3 separate regions of the Sus scrofa genome follow, and regions 2 and 3 are each linked to region 1. The links are chromatin contacts, called in public HiChIP or PLAC-seq maps. All regions are on one chromosome and are shown on one strand. Each heading gives the region's core, a stretch centred on a gene start, on an enhancer-like site or on the middle of the called end of the contact. The rest is flanking DNA. Distances are from core to core; before and after follow the strand shown. Region 1 overlaps CDK15 (cyclin-dependent kinase 15). Region 2 has its middle 16 kb from the start of FZD7. Region 3 overlaps KIAA2012.

Region 1 (2,845 bases), core at 321-2,820:
TCAGGTTCGATCCCTGGTCTTGCTCAGTGGGTTAAGGATTCAGCCTTGCCGTGAGCTGTGGTGTAGGTCGCAGACACGGCTCTGCGTTGCTATGGCTGTGGTGTTAAGCCAGAAGCTGCAGCTCCGATTCGACTCCTAGCTTGGGAATTTCCATATGCCACGGGAATAGCCATAGGAAAAAACAAAAAAAAAAAAAAAAGAAAGAAAGAAACCTGAGTGAGGATTGTCCTATTATTATTAAAAAGACACCTTCAGATGATAATGGCATTAAGAAGAGGACGGCCTTCCTCTCACTGGAGATCTTGCCTCCTTAACCATCCAGACCCCATCATCTTTCAAGACTCACTCACAAAGCCAAACTGGACCCCCACAGCTGGAGTTGAATCTCACCTCCTTTGACCTCCCAGAGCACTTCACACTAGGTCTGCAGCTGTTTATATACTTGACTCACTGCCTTAAGGACTGTAAGCTCTTTGAGGACAGAGTCCATGCCTAATTCATTTTTGTACCCCTCAATCTCATATCTGAGAGACCCTCAATAAATCTTCCATGAATGAACTGAACTCAATTCTCCCACTACATTAGAAACCTGAGTCTAGGATGGGCCCGTAGTCTCAGCGATAAGCCAAAGAACTGGAATAGGTTCAGAGTAGAATAAGGAAACAAAATAATTAAAAGGTAAAAGAAAAAGAATCGATATTGGGTGTGTGGGTGGTTGGGGGGGAGGTCAAAGGAACTTAGAGAAGAAAGCTTTGGAAAGTGATATCAAGAGATCTTCAAGTGTATTAAAGAGATAATATCGAAAAGAAGGCCTGAAGTTCTTTTATGGGAGCAAAAAAACTGCTCAGATTTTAATGGGGCCCTGTGAATAAAATCTGCTGAGACTACCAGAGTACAGATACTAGGGTTGTGTGATAAAGGGTAGTGATAAATGCCATGTCTTCTTCCATCCCTACAGGGACCGAAGTCTATGATGACAGGAAGGACTCTGGTAAATTGCTTTTGCAAAATTACTTGTGAAACAATTGCAAGCTTTTAAGTTTCAGGAATTTTTTTTTTTTTAAGATGCTGAAACTTAACTTAAAGGAGAAGGGGGATTTAGTCCAGGAAGGAATGGGAGAGACTCAAGCCTGGGATTTGCAAAGCAAAATGGGACCAACGCACAGAGAGAGACAGCCTTTGATGTCGTTTCCATCAAGGACCAGGGCTTAAGGACCAGACTCTTAAATCACGTGGCATTTACTGCCCAAGATAAAAAAACTACTTTTGTGGATCAGTGTCTGTGGTTCAAAATGGCTAGGTTCCAAAATCAGTTTTCACTTTCCAAGGGTAACATGTGGAAGGCTCCCTGCAAGAATGGGGTGGGGCCAGCCTCTAGAAGGGGCAGCTTAATGATCTTCTGCTCCCCCCACTCCTGAGTCATTAAGCAGCGTTCCTTTCCCTGAGCCCAAGTTCATGCTGAGGGCAAAGGGAATTAAACGAAGAAGCTGAACCTGCAGCTAAGATTAGAGAGCTGCCAAGGGCCTAATTTTAGGTCCTAGCTGCCCCAGCTGACGTCCGGCTCTGCTGGCTCAGCCATGAGGACCACAAGTGTGGCCGTAAGCTGATGACTGAGTGGGTAGAGCGTCTCTCCGGCCATCTGCAAAAGCAATTAGCTTGCTGCTGGGGGTGTTTTCAGAGAGACTACCCATAATTTCTCCTTCAACAAATGTTTCTTCAGGTGTTCAAGAGTCAATAAGGGAAAATGTCAGCGCTTGGCAGAAATTCCCACATGCTTGCCATTCTAGCATGCATGCTTCTCCACTTAAGAATGCACTCGGAGGGAACTAAGCCTAAAATTCCTGGATTTTCATGGCAAGTGATCCCCTGGGTTCCTCTGGCCATCAGCTTCCGACCACAACCTAGGGACCTCTCGACTTCGTGAAAACGGACACGGATGGATGAGAGTGACCCCTGCATTTTGGGGGACTCTGCGCCACGCTTCCACTGGCATTTAGGCTGTCCTTCCCCTCTTCACACGGTTCCTAGCCTCAAGTTTCATGCTTAAATTGTCTTCGTCAGAGGGCAGACAATAAGAGCTGGCATCTCCCAGATCAAAGGGGAAACAGAATATATTTTAAAGTGACAACTTTGTTATCCTGAAACCAGAATAAAACCAGAATAATAAAAATGATACAAATATAACTCCCTAAGTGATTCCAGGCTGCCGCCAGAGAGGAAAATTTCTTGCATCATTATGCCAGGGAAACTCTCTTTACAAACCACTCACAAGAGCATGTCTTATTTTTGCACAATTCTTGTTTCTGGGCAGCCACCCCGAGTCTGTGTCCCTGCGGGTTGGGAAGTGTGATAACGGCTGGCGCTCCCAGTCTGCAAAGGAGGCTCTCAATAAAGGCTCATGGCCACAGATGATGGAAAAACAGCTGGCACTGCCAGGCTAAGGGAGTGCATCCTTAAAATCCATGGTCTTGATGAGGGCCACTGTTCTCAAGGCGCACAAACTGGCCCTGGTGGCTGCTCTGTCTTCCTCTGTTTTTCCTTTCAATTTTCCTGGTAGCTTTGTTTTCCCTGTCTTCTTGTCCATGTCCTATCTGTCGATCTGTCTCTCAACCCACTTCTGCCATTTCTGCCCCCGCCCCTCACACACACACACACACACACACACACACACACACACACACACACACACATACACACACACTCGATCTGCCCCCCTTCCCCTGTCTCTTGGCGCTGGCCCTTTCATCTTCTCCCTCGGGGATTCGAGATGTCGCTGCAGGAAGTGCTTGTCGGCCGAGGCAGCAGCAGCAGAGCCCTGTGGCTTTGACAAACCTCATTTAATTGG
Region 2 (3,045 bases), core at 149-2,648, 170 kb before region 1:
ATCCACATTTTACTGGGGCTGGGTGTGAACAGAAGAGAGAAAGAAGAGTTAAATGGTGAGGATGGATTTAGAATTCAGGTCTCTACATTTCCAGGCTGGGTTGCTCTTCTGTAACCTGTCTTTACTCTTCCATGAGCCACTGAAGCCCATTCTAAATGATGGGGGCCTTGTGATTGGGCAAAGTCTTCTTTTATTTTTTATTTTATTTTTTGTCCTTTTAAGGCTGCACACGTGGCATATGGAAGTTCCCAGGCTAGGGGTCAAATCTGAGCTGTAGCTGCTGGTCTACACCACAGCCACAGCAACTCAAGATCCAAGCTGTGTCTGCAGCCTATGCCATAGTTCGAGGCAACACTGGATCCTTAACCCACTGAGCAAGGTCAGGGATCGAACCTGCAACCTAATGGATGCTAGTCGGATTCGTTAACCACTGAACCACGATGGGAACTCCTAGGCAAAGTCTTTTAAAAAGGAGATACAACTCTGTTGCCTTTCTCTGTTTTCAGTGTGTCCAAAGAATTGGAGAAAAATGCTAAATATTCTACCTGTATCCTCTAATTCAGGAGTTCTTAATCTTGGTTCAGTGGGTTTGGAGGAAATAGTCTGCAGTCTTGGGCATTTTTGACCATATATGCATTTTGTGGGGGACTGAGCCTATAGTTTCCATCAGATTTTCAAAAGGGTCTATGATTCCTCGAGAAAACCTCTCGGTTCTTAGTTTTATTCTCTAGCTATAGTGAGGAATTGTAGCCAGTCCATAGCAAAACTAGTACTTTTGAGGGAGTTCCCATTGTGGCCCAGTGGGTTAAGGACCTAATGTTGTCTCCATAAGGATGTGGGTTCGATCCCTGGCCTTGCTCAGTGGGTTAAGGATCTGGCGTTGCCACAAGCTGTAGCATAGGTTGCAGATGCAGCTTGAATCCCGCACTGCTGTGGCTGTGGCGTAGGCCTTTAGCTACAGCTCTGATTGGTCCTGTAGCCTGGGAACTTCCATATGCAGAGGGTATGGCCCTAAAAAGAAAAAAAATTAGAAAAAAACCCAGCTGCTGCTTAGAGTTCCAACTATATGTTCAGCTCTATCTAGTTATGGGGTTATGGAGCAGGAGAAATGGACTTTTCTTGATAACCTATAAATCATATTTCCAAGGGTGCCAATATTTTATTTTGCTCAGGATAGTCTTCCACATATATGATCCATTCATTCATTCTTTTATTTATTGATCCAACAACATTCACTGAATGTACTAATTTCCCAGGGCGGCCGTAACAAAAACCCACAAAATATGTGGCTTAAAACAACAGAAGTTTATTCTCTCACAGTTCTGGAGGGTAGAAGTCTGAAATGACATGTCAGCAGAACCATGCTCTCTGGTCTCCACGGGAGGGAGCTTCCTTGCCTCTTCCAGCTCCTGGTGGTTGCCAGCGATCCTTGGCACTTGTCTTGTAGACACAGCTCTCCAGTCACTGGTTTTGTCATGACAGTCTCTCCATCTGTCTCTCTTCTTCTTCATGAAAGGACAACGGTCATATTGGATTAAGGGCTCACCGTACTCCAGTATAACCTCATCCTAACTCAGTTAACTCCATCTCAACGACCCCATTTGCAAATAAGGTCACATTCTGATGTTCCGGAAAGGACATGACTCTGGGGGGACATTATCCAACCCAGTACCCTGAGCATCTCTAAGTACTGGGTATTATGCTGGGCACTGGAGACTAAATAGAAGACACATCACTGCATAGGCACTAATAATACTTAACAACCTTGCTTGACTTTTTTTTTCTTTTTTCTTTTTTTTTTTTTTTTTGTCTTTTCTAGGGCCCCTCCCACGGCACACAGAAGTTCCCAGGCTAGGGGTCTAATTGGAGCTGTAGCTGCCGGCCTATGCCAGAGCCACAGCAACACAGGATCCGAGCCGCATCTGCGACCTATGCCACAGCTCATGACAACACTGAATCCTTAACCCACTGAGCAAGGCCAGGGATCGAACCGGCAACCTCATGGTTCCTAATCGGATTCGTTAACCACTGAGCCACGATGGGAACCCCGACATTTTTTTTTTTTTTTCAGTCCAGTAGTGTCCCTTCTTCTTGGAATTCCTTTAGTTGTTCCAGGGTGATGCAGGGGTGTCCCAGGGTGATGATGGAGACATTTAGGTCTCTGCTCTGATTTTCTTCTGATCTACATTCCCGTCCATTTTTGCAGGGAGCAAAAGAACTACAGTGCATCCAGTTAGGGGCCTGATTAGCTTTTGATGGTCAAAATAACTACAAATTTTTCCTTTTCATCAAAAAATGAATTCCAGGAGTTCCTGTCATGGCACAGTGGAAATGAATCTGACTAGGAACCATAGGGTTGTGGATTTGATCCCTGGCCTTGCTCTGTGGGTTAAGGATCCAGCGTTGCCGTGAGCTGTGGTGTAGGTTGCAGACGCGGCTTGGATCTAGCTTTGCTGTGGCTGTGGTATAGAGTGGCAGCTGCAGCTCCCATTCAACCCCTAACCTGGGAACGTACATATGCCTCGGGTGCGGCCCTAAAAAGCCAAAAAAAAAAAAAAAGAATTCCCAATAGATAAGCAACAGGGATTTACTGTATAGCACAGGGAATCATACTCAATATCTTATCATAACTTATTATGGAATATAAGCTGAAAAATAATGGAAACACTTTGCTGTACACCTGAAATGAACCAAAAATTGTAAATCAACTACAGCTAAAAAAAAAAATTCATATGATTCATGAGTATGTAGGGCAAGCGTACACAGACCAGCATTCCCAGAGTGCAGTCTGCAGTGCGGGAATGGTGGGGGGTGAGGCTGGAGAGCGAGGCAAAGACCACAGAAGGCCTTGCATGCTGTGCTGGGCTTTTCAAGAAGCAAGAGACATAGTTATAGTTGCGGAGTGGGAACAACTTGGAGGGGGGAACGAAATGAAGGCAAGGAGCCCAGTTAGAGGACATTACAATGTTCTAATCAGCAAAAGATGGTGTTTGTGGGGGACCTGGGATCCAAGTTGGTTGGCTGTTTGTAGGGGTTAAGGGAGAG
Region 3 (3,270 bases), core at 53-2,552, 250 kb before region 1:
TTTTCTGCTCAGCTATTTCCTTAGGATAAATCCCCAGAAGTCAGAAATACTGAATCAATGGATATGAAAATTTTCCATGTTTCACAAGTCATACTGCCATTTTGATTTACAAGCGAATTGAACCAAACTACAACCCATTGGAAGTGTGTTAAGTGTATCAGTTTTACCAATACCTCAGCAGTACTGAGTGTTACCATTAAAAAAAAGGTGAGAGAAGGCACAAATCTCAAATCTCAAATAAAAATGGCACCTCCAGTTTGCCTCAATTTATTTATTTATTTATTTTTTCAGTTTGCCTCAATTTAAACTGCTACTCAGACAAAAAATTTGCTATTCAGGATGAATCTTGTTTGTTCTCTATTATTTTTGACATGAATTGTTTATGTCTCCTGCTTCTTTTTCTAACTGGTTTTCAATGTTTTCCTTTTAAAATCGCTCATAATCTTTACCGAGCATAGCTAGTCATGCTGTTGCAGTTAATGCAATTATTTTTCTTCCTTTTTTAAAAGTTTTACTTTCTCCTCACTCACGATAGATATATTAACACTCCTGCTGGAATTTTCATTTACAATTTTAATGCTCTTTTTAGGTGCTAGTAACCTCACGCAACCTTTGGCCTCTACATAGAGAGGCCCTGGGGAAGAGGAAAAGCTTCTCTAGTGATTGATGTCAGCCACCGAGCTAAGAGCAGGGCTTGGACTCTGACCGTATCCCGGGAACTAATTTCCCTTAATCAAATGAAAGACCTTAGGAGGAGCCACAAGGCAAAAAGGAAAATCTATGTGAAGGAGAATACCAAATTCTGTGAGGAGCGTGGAGGACCTGCATTCAAAAAAGGGCACCATACCTTTAGGACTTCAGAACTGGCAAAGCTCCACATGCAGCTATTAATATGCAAAAAATGCCTTCATAAATACTTGATTCTGTTCACAGTGGGGAGGCAGTTCATTTGAAAGAGGAAATGGGAGCTTGGAGTTGAAACACGTCTGCTTGTCTCCTTTTTCTTTTTTCATTTCTCTTTTCATCTCCTCGTTTCTCCTAGTAGGTTTCTTCCCCCTCTTTCCCCAACTCAACCCCCTCCTGCGACTCCTAGGACGTTGTCGCCAGTCGCTACTCATTTCTGGTTTTGGTTTTACCGCCCAGGTCCGCATTCTCCACCAGGGGTGGAGGAGGTGCCTCGGCGGCGAGTCCCACCGGTTGCCCGCCCGCGTGCCGGAGGCGGAAGACGGGATCCCTCCTGCTCGCGGCCCCGGCGCGGACCGCGGCTCGGGAAACGCACAGCCGAGGGTTTAAAAACTCCAACCAGTAGGGGGCACCAGAGGCAGCCTCCAGAACTGGGTAAATCCGGGAACCCGGTCACGTCTGCAAAGCACCCGCTGGCTTTCACTCTCACCCGCCCGTCAGAAATTGCTTTCCAAATCGAGGTATGTGACTTCTCGTGAAAGCGTGGTGATGCCAAAATAGTCCACCCTTGGTGGGGGGTAGTTGCTATTTTGGTTTTGTGTTTTCACTCGAAGCTAACACACTGATAAAAAAAAAAAAGTAAAAGTATTTTGTGACTAAACTCCTAATGTGGTCCGACCCCAGGGAAGGGAGGGAGGGGGTGAATTAGGGGGCAGTTAAAGGCCAGGCGAGCAGAAACCCCTGATGCTGATAGAGATCAATTTTGTGTGACCCCCTAGCCTGCCGCAGAGTGGAAAGGCGACAGAGGGAGGGATTCACTGAATTTGCCAGTGGCTCATCAAGGTACGTAACCGAAATCTGCTGGGCAGAAATTTGTCTCTAAATCTTTTCCAGATGATTTATAGTAAACATGAAATTAGTCATTTACATAGAGTAGGTTGAGGAAGTAGTTAAAATTGAAGTGATTAATAAAGAGCCATTAGCCTCCAAAAGTACGGGGGTGGGGGAGGCGCAGAAGACACTCCCCTCCCCTAAGGCGCCCCACCCTCATTTTCTTCGCGTTTGGGGGCTAGTGGGGCGTCCGAGACTTTTCCTCAAATAACTTTCCTTTAGTGGGGCGTCTTCTTTTTTTTCCTTTTTCCTTTGGCCGGGCCAGAGGCATGTGGCAGTTCCGCGGCTGGGGATTCCCACCCGCGCAGCGGCAAAACGCCAGCAACTGCAGTGACAACGCGGGATCCTTAACCCACTGTGCCACAGGGGGACTCACAGGGGGACTCACAGGGGGCTACTTCTAAAGGAAATAAAACTTGCTTGAACAAATCAGCTGGTTCTGGTGGGAACAGCCCCCTCCTCTCACAAAGGAGGCACAGGCAATTCTCTCTCTCTCTCTCTTTTTTTTTTTTTTTTGCTTTTTAGGGTCACACCCATGGCATATGGAGGTTCCCAGGCTAGGGGTCTAATCGGAGCTACAGCTGCTGGCCTACACCACAGCCACAGTAAGGCCAGATCCCAGCCGCATCTTTGACTTACACCACAGCTCACCACAATGTGGGATCCTTCACCCACTGAGCAAGGCCAGGGATCGAACCTGCCACCTCATGGTTCCTAGGTGGGATTCGTTTTCACTGCACCCAGATGGGAACTCCCAGGCACAGGCAATTCTCAGAGCGAGCTGGTTTGTGCAGCCTCACAGGGGAAATGAGGAGACTAGAGTTTAGGACCCTCGGTCTAGTGGTCCTGTTTTTGACTGCAAGGGTAATAATTCAGTCTAGGACTTAATTTGACATGACGGAGCCACTCTTTCATTGCAGGTGATATGAGGTCTCTTAAAATACAACCATGAGGCTGTGTGAATTTGGAGTGTTTAGGGTATAGGAGGTATTCTCAAGGCCTTTGGAGTTGTGGAATTATTGAAATATAGCACAGTGTATTTTCCTCAGTCACAGACTCTCTTGAAAAAGAAAACCTTCTAGATCCCTTAGAAAGAGTGTCTTCAAAGCAGGTATGTTAAAAAAAAAAATTGTAAATATTGCTTCTGTGGTTCCTCAGTGGCAGGAAGTGTGGGCTCTGCCATGTTTTACCTCAGGGGAGGCCTGACCCTGGCCAGGGATTCAACAGTGAGAGTTCAGGTACTTCCTCAGAACTTCTCTAGGCGCATACGGGAAAACAAAACTGCTTATAATATTATTGTTTTTTAATGAGTGTGAGGGAAGAGGAGAAAGCCAGGAAGTTGGAGATTAGGGAGACATAGAGACCATGCCTGTCCCTCCTGCACAGCCCCGCTCTGCATCCAGGCTGTGGCAGGGCAGGGAGAGCCCTGGGCTGTGCTGCTTCTGCCCCAGCTTCTCTGAGACCTGGGAAGCTCTA

Evidence for each region. HiChIP or PLAC-seq counts read pairs in DNA pulled down with a chosen protein or histone mark.
Region 2: a contact with region 1 is called in an H3K27ac HiChIP or PLAC-seq map of skeletal muscle. The contact joins two enhancer-like sites. A contact is called at or near these places in 3 of 47 Hi-C or Micro-C datasets (embryonic fibroblasts and skeletal muscle) and 1 of 2 datasets of contacts at active chromatin or transcription factors (skeletal muscle).
Region 3: an H3K27ac HiChIP or PLAC-seq map of skeletal muscle shows a contact between it and region 1. The contact joins two enhancer-like sites. A contact is called at or near these places in 1 of 47 Hi-C or Micro-C datasets (embryonic fibroblasts) and 1 of 2 datasets of contacts at active chromatin or transcription factors (skeletal muscle).

The regions. Positions count from the first base shown.
Region 1 is chr15:105,492,861-105,495,705 of Sscrofa11.1, reverse strand. All of the region lies in intron 12 of CDK15 (cyclin-dependent kinase 15), which reads right to left. Among named protein-coding and RNA genes, the nearest start is that of CDK15, 93 kb to the right of the region's middle. Within about 2 kb of position 1,570, at least 4 of the 83 cell types and tissues checked have an H3K27ac peak or open chromatin away from gene starts, as enhancers often do. A contact at or near this core is called in skeletal muscle, where this site is marked.
Region 2 is chr15:105,658,529-105,661,573 of Sscrofa11.1, reverse strand. No RefSeq gene overlaps it. Among named protein-coding and RNA genes, the nearest start is that of FZD7, 16 kb to the right of the region's middle. Within about 2 kb of position 1,398, at least 4 of the 83 cell types and tissues checked have an H3K27ac peak or open chromatin away from gene starts, as enhancers often do. A contact at or near this core is called in skeletal muscle, where this site is marked.
Region 3 is chr15:105,741,928-105,745,197 of Sscrofa11.1, reverse strand. All of the region lies in intron 13 of KIAA2012, which reads right to left. Among named protein-coding and RNA genes, the nearest start is that of KIAA2012, 62 kb to the right of the region's middle. Within about 2 kb of position 1,302, at least 31 of the 83 cell types and tissues checked have an H3K27ac peak or open chromatin away from gene starts, as enhancers often do. A contact at or near this core is called in skeletal muscle, where this site is marked.